Linked DNA regions of Mus musculus: all the other regions are linked to region 2. The links are chromatin contacts, called in public HiChIP or PLAC-seq maps. All regions are on one chromosome and are shown on one strand. Each heading gives the region's core, a stretch centred on a gene start, on an enhancer-like site or on the middle of the called end of the contact. The rest is flanking DNA. Distances are from core to core; before and after follow the strand shown.

Region 1 (3,881 bases), core at 1,011-3,510, 66 kb after region 2:
AACTTAAGGACTCTGGGCAGCATAGAATGCAGGTGGGGACCCATAAGCTCTCAGAAATCTGTGAACTTCACTGACAGCCATATGCTTTCTCTTGTCAATGAACTTGACCCCACACTGCAAAATAACTAAGGTTGAAGGGCTCGGTACTGCTTTTGTTATTCCTCTGCTGAGAATCTGTCAGGTCAATTGGGCAAGTTCTTTAAACACCATGTTTTATTTTGGACTCTTCTGTCTCTTTAAATGCAAGGCCTCCTGTGCAGGTTTGGATAGGTATGGTCTGGAAAGACTCATGTGTTTGAATGCTTGGCCCACACATAAATACACCACTAAAAGGTGTTTCCTTTTTGGAGTAGGTGTGGCCTCATTGAAGGAAGTGCATCATAGTGGGAGTGGGCTTTGGGGTACTATGCTTAGGCTTCACCCAGTGTGGAAGAGTCAGTCCTCCCCTGGCTGTCTTTGGATCAAGATGTAAAACTCTCAGCTCTTTCTCCAGCACCACGTTTGCCTGCACGATGCCATGCTTCCCACCATGATGATACTGTAAGCCAGCCCCAATTAAATGTTGTCCTTTATAAGAGTTGCCTTGGTTATGGTGTCTCTTTACAACAATGGAAACCCTAATTAAGACAGCTCCTTATATCTAAAACTCTGATTCTGTATTTGTCATTATGGGAATTGAAGACGATTACAAATATCATTTTTAAGAATAAGTATTCACTACACTTCTCCTCGTAGTTTTGGAAACACAGTAAAAAACAACACAAGAGAGGTGACTAACCAAGCAAGGTCCTGACTGATAAGAGACACCTGCTCTGGGGTACTGGTTAGTTCATATTGTTGTTCCACCTATAGGGTTGCAGACCCCTTTAGCTACTTGGGTACTTTCTCTAGCTCCTCCATTGGGGGCCCTGTGTTCCATCCAGTAGCTGACTGTGAGCATCCACTTCTGTGTTTGCCAGGTACCAGCATAGCCTCACAAGAGACAGCTATATCAGAGTCCTTTCAGCAAAATCTTGCTGGCATATTGCAATGGTGTCTGCTTTTGGAGGCTGATTATGGGTCTCTAGCTGCATATGTAGCAGAAGATGGCCTAGTCAGCCATCATTGGGAAGAGAGGTCCCTTGGTCTTGAAAACTTTATATTCCCCAGTACAGGGGAACACCAGGGCCAAGAAATGGGAGTGGGTGGGTAGGGGAGGGTGGTATGGGGGACTTTCAGGATAGCATTTGAAATGCAAATGAATAAAATACCTAATAAAAATGGAATGAAAAAGAGAGAGATAGCTGCTGCCCACTTTGGCTCTAAGGAAAAAGAGTCATGGGACATAGAGAGTCTTGGTAACTCTCCTCTCTATAAAAGTCTATGAAAATTCCCTCAATAAACATGTTTTTTCCAAAGTACATAATATACTAGCTCACCTATAATTTTGAAAATATATTATTTTGCTTCCATAGTTGCTCCTTTATCTAAAAATTTATTGTATCTACTCCAAAACTCAGCCAAAATAATAAATCTTTCTGCCCAACCCTAGGAATGACTCAGTACATAAATAATATTATATGTGGCTTTGGATGTATGAAACTTCATCTTCCTTGATTTTGTTTTTCTATGTAAGGCATAAAATGAAACTTAACATACAATATAATAAATAGTTTGTTTTGAGTAAGAATATTTTTTTCAAAACCAATAATTCTGTCCTTACCTTTCATAAGTTTTAATTTTTGTTGTTTTTCATGAAATTTGGAAGGCTAACTTTATATTACATTTGTGTTCCTATCTGTTGTCAGGCAATCTAAGCTTTGTTGTTGCCACAGACAGCAGACGGGCAAGCATTATTTATCCACTGACTTTGAAATGAGCAATGGCTTGACTTCAAACATTTATTTTATTGGCCAAGTACCTCAGGGTAGGGCCTTTCCTCATTTGTTGTTTGCATATACATTCTCTGGTGATGTTAAGGAAGCAAAAGGTCTAAGTCAAATGTTATTCTTAGAATCAAAACTCATGTTCATAATATGTGTGGCTGGCATTCAATACTTAGTGTCTTACATTACATGACACTGAAACAAAAAAATTTACGTACTTAAAATAATCTATTTACACCTTTGTTAACTGATCTAAATGTTAGCAACCATTATCAGATAGCTAGATATGCAGTTTTATTGAAACCAAGTTACTGCTTATTCTAGCTTCAACTGTCAACTTCACACACACTTGATTTCTCAGAAGGGAAACACAGCTGGGGAATTCCCTAGACCAAATTGGCCTGTAACCATGTGGGTGGGGGATTGTCTTGATTTCTAACTGGCAATGGAGAGCTCAGCCCTCTGTGGGTGTTATAATTTTTTGGACAGGAGGTCCTGAGCTGTATGAGGAAGCCAGCTGAGGATGAGCCTCCATGAGTCAAGAAGCACCTTTCCCCTGGAGTTTCTGCTGTACTCACTTGGATGCGCTTTAGTTACCTAGTCCAGAGAAACACTGCATAAAATAGAAAGTAGGCTTGACTTTGATTTCCTGCCTGGACTTCCAGCAGTGATGGACTATGACCTGACAACATAAATCAAATAGAAGCTTTTACCTACTAAGTTACTTTTGGTCAAAGTGCCTTATCCCAGCTACAGAAATGAGATAGACCCTGTTTTAATGTGCAATTTAAAGTTGTGGTCATTGGCCTTTGCCCAAAATTGAAATGACTCTTTAGAAGCATGAGAATGTTGCTGCTAGTTGAGTTTGATTATGCTTATCAGCAAAAAGTGGAAAGATAATTGAACTGCATTTATAACACACACACACATACACACACAAGCACACAGACAAACATACACACACACACACACACACACACACACGGCCTTGGACATCCACTTTGAGCATATCCAGACTCCCCTCAGCACACTATGTATTTGTTCTGTGATGTGATTTGTTCTGTTCCACTTGTAGTCCCCACATTTTATACAGATTTACTGTAGGGTTGTGCTAAAATGCATGCACTTAACAACTGTGATCAACTTTTAACAAGTAGTGACTACTCACATTGGGTATGTCTCCTGCTCTGTTTCCTCACACACTGATTTTGTCTTGTAACCAGGGACCACTGAACAGTTGCATAGAGGTTGTGTTATAATGTAAGTGACAACATTGCCATGTTGGCTAATATTTTTAAAGTTTTAAAAGAAGTGATCAAGTCAATAACACTTAAATATCAGGACAATGAGTGTAGTCCATAGATTGTGCAGGAAAATGCAAGTAGTAAATTTTGACTAAAATTGGCGAGTTCTGAGTCATCACTGGTTCTGAAGGTGATGGCAATGGGCAGTGGGAGAAATAGGTTCTTATTGCAATGAGAGAGTGGAGTGATAGGGTCCTTAAAGGAAGTCCAGCATACTCACCTTGTACAGAGACTGGAGAACTACATACAAGATGTTGCTCTCATGAACAATGGAAAAAATTACCAGTGGAAAGAAGAGAGAAGCAGGCATGGGGGAGAATGCCTACCAAGCCTTAGCAACTAGCTATTAGCTGAAAATGCAGGAGGAAATTAAAGCAGCTCTCTAATTGAAGAATTGTTTCCAAATAGCTTCAAAATCACTCCAAATAAATACTTCAAATTATTTCATAATTTACCAATAAAATTTGAAGAAAATAGTATAAAACTGAATTGGGTACAAGTTTAAGATGGAACCATTCTTTTAAAAAAATGTATCATTTTTATGACCTTCTATCAACTTTAAACCACACTGGAATATCTTTCTGTATACTTAAACAAAATCTAAACAACACCATTCTCATCTGAAACTGAGGATTTTGCAAAACAGAACTGTTCACTGCACATGACCTTTACACGATAGGAAGCAAATAGCACAGCTTGGTCTTGATTGCTA
Region 2 (3,830 bases), core at 269-2,768:
ACTTGTAAAGTCAAAGTGTAGAAGCCACTTTAGCAATAATGTAGAAAGATGTGATGCCCATCTAGTAGTGCTCTACTAACATGGCAAAGCCATGGATAGGATCTGTAGGACCAACTGTATAAAGTATTAGCTTACTCATTTCCTCCTAAATTTTATGACATTTGGTGGTGTGTGTGTGTGTGTGTGTGTGTGTGTGTGTGTGTGTGTTTGTGTTTGTGTGTGTACATATGGATATTTCTGTGTGTTTGGGCACATGGAGATCAGAGGAGAATTTGCAGATTCTGTTCTCTCAATTCTGTGGTTTTCAGGGATCAATCTCAGGCTTAGTTGAGATCAAGTACCTTTACACACTGAGCTTTCTAACTGGCCCAACGATATCTAAAATGTGGTAATGTTTTCTAATAAAGATTAGAACTCAAGTCATTGATCATGTGAAATATAAACCTACAAGCTACTGATCAACATTATTTTATTTAAGCCCTGATTTCCTTTCCATCAATAAGTGGAAGTGTCAAATGAAGTGGCCAGCAGAAGTTTGATGTCATGATTCTTCTGATTATCACTCCAGGTGTGGATTTTGTTCTGTGGTTGAAAACCAACAGATGCATCTTCTGTATGCTAAATATTTCAATACTTATTTTGATGTTCTTATTTCAAATAAGAGCTGCCCTACCTAAAATTAGGCAAAGCTTGCATAGTCATCATTGAAGGCACATGTTGACTTCTAGCTGGCCCCAGATACACTTACTGAACAGTATTTATTTCTTCCATTATCTGGGTAGTACCGTGTTTTGTGATAGTTAACTTTGAAAGTTTAGTCACTTAAGCTCTTTACTCAAGAATCTAATTTGGTGTGTAAAGGGAACATGCAGGTGAAGAAGGAATCTGCTTAATGAAATCCTTCAGAAACCTAGTGACACACACACACACACACTCTGCATATCACCTGAAGAGTACTTAGTCACCCGTGCATCCAGTAGAGAGATGAAGGGTGAGACAGACTGGGCATTTACTGGCCAATGTTGGGTATTTCCAATAGTTCAGTTGAGAGGCAAGAAATACGAGGCTGAGAATATGTATTATAATTCTAAAAGAGGGACAGGATCTCTGAAAAGTAGCTGTCTATCTCTCATCACAATGCATTTATGATACTCAACTGGTCCATGGCAGGCACCAGGCATATGCCTGGACCAGAGCTGGATATCTCCATAAGGAAGTACACAAAGGGCTTTCATAAAACTGTATGTGAGATACATAAAAACTAAAGACAATCAGGAAAGTATGATAACTACAAGCAGTTAACACAGCTTGGACAACATAAATCAGTGATCCAAAAGGAAAGATCCTCTTCCCAAGAATATTATTTCCATTATCATATAAATAAAAATAAACTGCTTCACACAAGTTCATCTGAGATGTTAAGCAGCTGCCCATTTCTAGTCCTCATTGGTTCTCTGCATGGAATCAGCCTTGTTTTGTGGTTTCTCACATCCTCTCTGTGAACACTGCATCATCTTTGACCTGCTGACATTTCACCAGCTCACTGGAAGTCTTTTATACATCACAGAGAAACCGCTTCCCTTGTATCCTTTTAGAATTAAATTATTTATGATATGGTGGCTTGTGATACTGTGCTTTGTTAATATATCTATTAACTTTTAACTTTTTGATACCATGTCTTTATATAAGGAAATCATTGCCATTTATTTAGGGAGTAAGGGAACATGTAAAGAGAATTTATAAAATAAGGTATATGTTTTTGAAAAACACTGCACACCATTATTATGTGAACAATGAAGATTCAGTAAAATCAGCATGAGTGTGATACTTTTCTGGAAATCTCCCAACTTCATCAAACTTAGAGAAGAAGGCACCTCTGAGCTAAAAACTGTTAAGTCACATTTCAGTCAAAAATACAACTAGGTCATCCCCCTGAACATAAGCCAACAGGCACATGATTAGCACTGGGAAGTTAAGGAAGGTGGACATCCACTTCCTCCAAACATTTAAAGCTGGCTCAGGAGAGGTCATGGGCTTTATCTCATGTGCTCTAGTGCATAGAAGACACTAGAACAAAAAGCTCTCTGAGACACAAAGCAGCAATCCTTCTGATGGCATTAGTCTCTGCATCCTTTTCATGGTGAGAAAAATAAGAGAGATAGTTAAACATTAGAAAAAAAATAATAAGACAATACATGGATGTTAATAAAGAAGTAATTTTAAATTAAAATATTTAAGAGCCTGTGTAGGAATTATGATGACTGTATGAAATATGCTGAAAAAATTACACATTAAAACCAAACTACAATCATGACTAATAGAGGGAAACAAAAATATCATTATATCAGGAAAAGCACATAGGCTTTGCTTAAAGTTCAACCAGCCTTATCAACTATGAGATAATACTGTATAAACATGAAATTTTAGCACTTCAAACTGGACAAATTTCCTGGACAATGGTTAAATGTCATCAATCTAATCTCATGAACTGGCTCATGTTAACACCTTGACTCCAATCTATTGAAAGTTGAGCAGAGTACCATTTTTACAATATTTTTATTTTATTTTTTTTAAGTCTTTTTTTTCCATTTTTATTAGGTATTTAGCTCATTTACATTTCCAATGCTATACCAAAAGTCCCCCATACCCACCCACCCCAACTCCCCTACCCACCCACTCCCCCTATTTGGCCCTGGCGTTCCCCTGTACTGGGGCATATGAAGTTTGCATGTCCAATGGGCCTCTCTTTCCAGTGATGGCCAACTAGGCCATCTTTTGATACATATGCAGCTAGAGTCAAGAGCTCCGGGGTACTGGTTAGTTCATAATGTTGTTCCACCTATAGGGTTGCAGATCCCTTTAGCTCCTTGGGTACTTTCTCTAGCTCCTCCATTGGGAGCCCTGTGATCCATCCATTAGCTGACTGTGAGCATCCACTTCTGTGTTTGCTAGGCCCCGGCATAGTCTCACAAGAGACAGCTACATCTGGGTCCTTTCGATAAGAAATATTTTTAAAACAAGCTTTTTCAATTAACCAAGGGGAAGAAGTCAGTTGGAGTTTCTAGGAGACCTATAGTGATCTTTGGTCAAAACTCACCTGAAAAGGCCTAGTCAAATGATTCCCAGTCATAGTGGGAGTTAAAGACAGACAGAAACCTGGAGCTTTCTTGCCATCAGGGTTAGCATGATTGGTGAGTTCAATCGTATCTGCATCCTGCTTTTTACTGTAACTCTCCCAATTCTACCTCCATACATATCCCTAACTTCATATCCTCTTTTATTTTATAAAGAACCTGTCCCATCCAATTTGTACAGCCTATATACTCCTGAATATGGGGATTTCTACTAATGTGGGTTTAACCTATCAGGGGCCACAGATATATACATACCACAGCACTTGAGAATTATATTTTAAAGAAAGGCTAGTTATCACAGGTTATTATAACTAAAAGGAAGAATTTTAGAGGCCATGAATTATACCCTATAATTATAGGTTAGGAATGCATAAAAATTATTGTTTGGAAATCTAATCATAGAAGCTAGATTTTTTTTTACGTATTTTCCTCAATTACGTTTCCAATGCTATCCTAAAAGTCCCTCACACCCCCCCCCCCACTCCACTACCCACCCATTCCCATTTTTTGGCCCTGGCGTTCCCCTGTACTGGGGCATATAAAGTTTGCCTGTCCAATGGACCTCTCTTTCCAGTGATGGCCGACTAGGCCATCTTTTGATACATATGCAGCTAGAGTCAAGAGATCCAGGGTACTGGTTAGTTCATAATGTTGCACCTACAGGGTTGCAGATCTCTTTAGCTCCTTGGATACTTT
Region 3 (3,684 bases), core at 610-3,109, 110 kb before region 2:
TATGCACTCACTGAAAATTGGATATTAGCCCAGAAGCTCATAACACCCAAGATAAAATTCATAAACCACTTGAAACTCAAGAAGAAGGAAGACCAAAGTGTGGATACTTTAATTCCTCTTAGAAGGAGGAACAAAATACCCATGGAAGGAGTTACAGAGACAAAGTCTGAAGCAGAGACTGAAGGAATGACCACCCAGAGACTACCCCACCTGGGAATCCATCCCATAAACAACCACCAAACCCAGACACTATTGCGGATGCCAACAAGAGCTTGCTGACAGGAGACTGATAAAGCTATCTCCTGAGAGGCTCTGCCAGTACCTGACAAATACAGAAGTGGATGCTCAAAGCCATCCATTGGACAGAGCACAGGGTCCCCATGAAGGAGCTAGAGAAAGGACCCAAGAAGCTGAAAGGGTTTTGCAGCCCTATAGGGGGAACAATATGAACTAACCAGTACCCCCAGAGCTCCTTGGAACTAAACCACCAATCAACGAAAACACATGGTGGAACTTGTGGCTTTAGCTGCATATGTAGCAGAGGATGGCCTAGTTGGTCATCAATGCAAGAAGAGGCCCTTGGTCCTGTGAAGATTCTATGCCCCAGTATAGGGGAATGCCAGGGCCAGGAAGCAGGAGTGAGTGGGTTGGGGAGCAGGGATCTGATAGGGGGTTTCTGGAGGGAAAACCAGGAAAGGGGATAACATTTGAAATGTAAATAAAGAAATTTAATAATAATAATAGTAATAATAATAATAATAAACGGAAGCAGACATGGAAGTGTACAGCAAGAAGGGAAGCAGACATGGAAGTGATCAATAAGAATGGAAGCAGACACTCCTTTCTTATGGGGTACTCAGTCCAGCTCTCCAGAGAGGGGTTTCCTTACTCTGCTTGGCCAAGCAATGTACTTCTCTTTCTTCTTGTCTGTTCAGTGACTCTGCTTGTAAAGGCTGCTTTGTGTGCTTATAAATTACAGGAATTCCTGCACAGCACAGTGGGAGACAATGGTCAAAGCCTAATCAAGTTGGTGAAAGTGTCACAAATACTTCCTCAGTGGCTCTTGGCAACTAGTGACAGGAAGACAACCAAAGAAAGTAAAAGCAGAGACATGAGCCCTTTCTCTTCTTTCCACAACATCAGAATTGACACGGGGGAAATTAAAGTTGCAATTATATTTGTATTGCTTATGCTGTATGAATATGTTAAGACATGTTTTGTATGTTATGAATACAAATTTTTATTTTAAAAATAAATTTTAATATATTCAATTAATATATGCACAATCTCATGTGTGCATATATTAGCACATGTATACACTATACTATACATTTTTCCAACCATATGTTTATGACTCACCAATATATCTTTTTCACATTTATTTAGTTTATGTATGTAGTAGTGATGCTTATATCATGGTCCATATATGAAAGTTGGAGGACAAATTATGGGAGTTGGTTCCCTCCTTTGACCATGTAGGACCTAGGGGTGGAACTCGGGCTCTTGAGCTTGGTGGTAAGAGCATTATCAGGCTTAGTCACCTTGCCTACTCCAATAAGTGGGAAAATTGGTATCCTATTTAAAATCCTAGTTAAATACTGAAACTCCTTTTGGGGGCTAATGGCACACAATAGACAGAAATCAAAAGAGGATAAAAAAGAAACAAAATAAAACAAATGTTTCTGCTTCTCTTCTTTATTCGTTTTCAATGAGATGGCTCTGAAAGTGTAAACTGATTTTATAACACCAATATCATCACAATCTGTCGTTGAGAGATGTTAGCAAGTGAGAGCTTCCAAGGTGCCCCTGTGTACTGGTGAGTGGAATTTCCTGCCGGAAGCCGTTTCTCACAGCAGTCATGCGCTCAGTTGTGCATGGCAGCTTTTGCTGACAAGCAGCCTATTGAGTTATGAATGTGCTGTCTGGGAAATCCATAGCATCGTGTCTCCCCATCACTCAGGTAATTAAACTTTATCACTCCACTTTAGAGAGTCCCTGTACACTGAATCACTAATGCTCAGAGCTCTACCCAAAAACACATACTAATAATTTAAAAGTGGAGTTAGGAGAGATGGCTCATTGGTAAAGTAGATGCTACAGGAGCATGGGGACCTGAGTGCAGATCCCCAGGACTCATGCCTGTGTGAGGATTCATGACTGTAAGCCCAGTGGAGAAGATCCAACAGGCAGATAACCGCACCCATCTGAGAGGCCAGAATGAGAGGCCAGAATGGATATGCGTCAGGTTCAGTGAGCAACTTTCAAATCACAAAGGGGTAAAGACACTAGACATTGGCTTCTGGCATCCACAAGCTCACACACACACACACACACACACACACACACACACACACACACACACACACACACACACACCACTACTTCTACTACTAAATACTAAATTATGTTAAGCATAATACTTTAATATTTTATGAATGTGGTGCAACTGTGAACATTTTAACATTATCCTTCAAAAGTTTGAGGGTATTAAGTAGGGCTTACAGTAGCATATTTATCATTAAATTGTCAAGGCTGAAAACACTAGCATTGCTATATATAATACAGCATCTCTAATTGGCAAGTGTGTGTTAGCCTCTAGGGGGAGCTCCAGGCTCTTCTCCTCCCTGTTCCTGAAGTAAGGACAGGGCAGAGAGAGGAGGAGGGAGAGAGGGGGAAGTTTGACCTGACTGGTCAGATGTTATGACACTGTAGGGACTGTGTTTGCAGGACTGGGCCTTTCAGTGGCCTTAAGAAGTCAATCTAGCAACTATGGCTCACAGACTCCATTCCTTCCATGTAGCAACCATACCTAACCAGCACCCCATATTACCCCCATTCTCTGTCCCTGTCTCTCTCTAGTACACACACACACACACACACACACACACACACACACACACACACACACACACACACACACAGAGAGAGAAAGAGAGAGAGAGAGAGAGAGAGAGAGAGAGAGAGAGAGAGAGAGAGAGAGAGACTTTGGGTGTTTCTGGTGAACTGGCCATGGTATTTAAACACACTAGCTCTAATTCTTTCTCAATTAGTATATTATGATATGTGAACATCATAGAATATCATTTTGCATGCATTTTCTTACTCTCAAAATCCCACTTTCTTTGATATATGGTTTCTGATGTGTCCCTAAGTACAGAGCTCTGTGCATCTTTATTTGCAACAATTTATTGTCAATGAAATTTCTTTCCAAATCAACTTGTATTTAATAAGTCAAGTCATTTCTCTACTATGTGATTTAATTAGTGTATTGTAGCTAAGGTCACAGAACAAAACCTAAATGCTACAGCAAGCATATAAAAATTCAAGAAAGATGCATTTGATTTTTCAAAATCCCCAAACCACCCAAATAGAAATCTCACCAGTGAAGTCCCATCTGCTAAATGTACTCTGGCATGTTGTTCACCATGGGCCACAAGCACATGTTGTTCACCATGGGCCACAAGCTCCCTCGGAGCTGTGGGGTTTGGTCTCAGCAAATATGGACACTGATTCTTACACCTACCAACTCATAGGGTGCTTAGACACCTTGCATAAATCATTGTCCTTCTGAGCCAGCTGCATATCTTCTTGCATATATTCTATGTGGTAATTAGGCACATATTTGGAAGGCACAGCGCATCCTTGCAAAAAAAAAAAGGAACAGGACTTTCAAAACAAACACAA

What was found. HiChIP or PLAC-seq counts read pairs in DNA pulled down with a chosen protein or histone mark.
Region 1: a BATF HiChIP or PLAC-seq map of CD8 T cells shows a contact between it and region 2, with 28 read pairs. The contact joins two enhancer-like sites. A contact is called at or near these places in 2 of 15 datasets of contacts at CTCF or cohesin (CD8 T cells and the NIH/3T3 cell line), 1 of 484 Hi-C or Micro-C datasets (CD4 T cells), 2 of 115 datasets of contacts at active chromatin or transcription factors (CD8 T cells and Th17 cells) and 1 of 9 other capture datasets (liver).
Region 3: a contact with region 2 is called in a BATF HiChIP or PLAC-seq map of CD8 T cells, with 14 read pairs. The contact joins two enhancer-like sites. A contact is called at or near these places in 1 of 15 datasets of contacts at CTCF or cohesin (CD8 T cells), 1 of 484 Hi-C or Micro-C datasets (bone marrow-derived macrophages), 3 of 115 datasets of contacts at active chromatin or transcription factors (CD8 T cells, a beta-TC-6 cell line and memory CD8 T cells) and 1 of 9 other capture datasets (liver).

The regions. Positions count from the first base shown.
Region 1 is chr8:81,634,765-81,638,645 of GRCm38.p6, reverse strand. All of the region lies in intron 2 of Inpp4b (inositol polyphosphate-4-phosphatase, type II), which reads right to left. Among named protein-coding and RNA genes, the nearest start is that of Gm51582, 290 kb to the right of the region's middle. Within about 2 kb of position 2,260, at least 33 of the 459 cell types and tissues checked have an H3K27ac peak or open chromatin away from gene starts, as enhancers often do. A contact at or near this core is called in CD8 T cells and Th17 cells, where this site is marked.
Region 2 is chr8:81,699,904-81,703,733 of GRCm38.p6, reverse strand. All of the region lies in intron 2 of Inpp4b (inositol polyphosphate-4-phosphatase, type II), which reads right to left. Among named protein-coding and RNA genes, the nearest start is that of Gm51582, 360 kb to the right of the region's middle. Within about 2 kb of position 1,518, at least 26 of the 459 cell types and tissues checked have an H3K27ac peak or open chromatin away from gene starts, as enhancers often do. A contact at or near this core is called in CD8 T cells and Th17 cells, where this site is marked.
Region 3 is chr8:81,805,941-81,809,624 of GRCm38.p6, reverse strand. The region is part of intron 7 of Inpp4b (inositol polyphosphate-4-phosphatase, type II); the gene reads right to left. Among named protein-coding and RNA genes, the nearest start is that of Gm25267, 340 kb to the left of the region's middle. Within about 2 kb of position 1,859, at least 36 of the 459 cell types and tissues checked have an H3K27ac peak or open chromatin away from gene starts, as enhancers often do. A contact at or near this core is called in CD8 T cells, where this site is marked.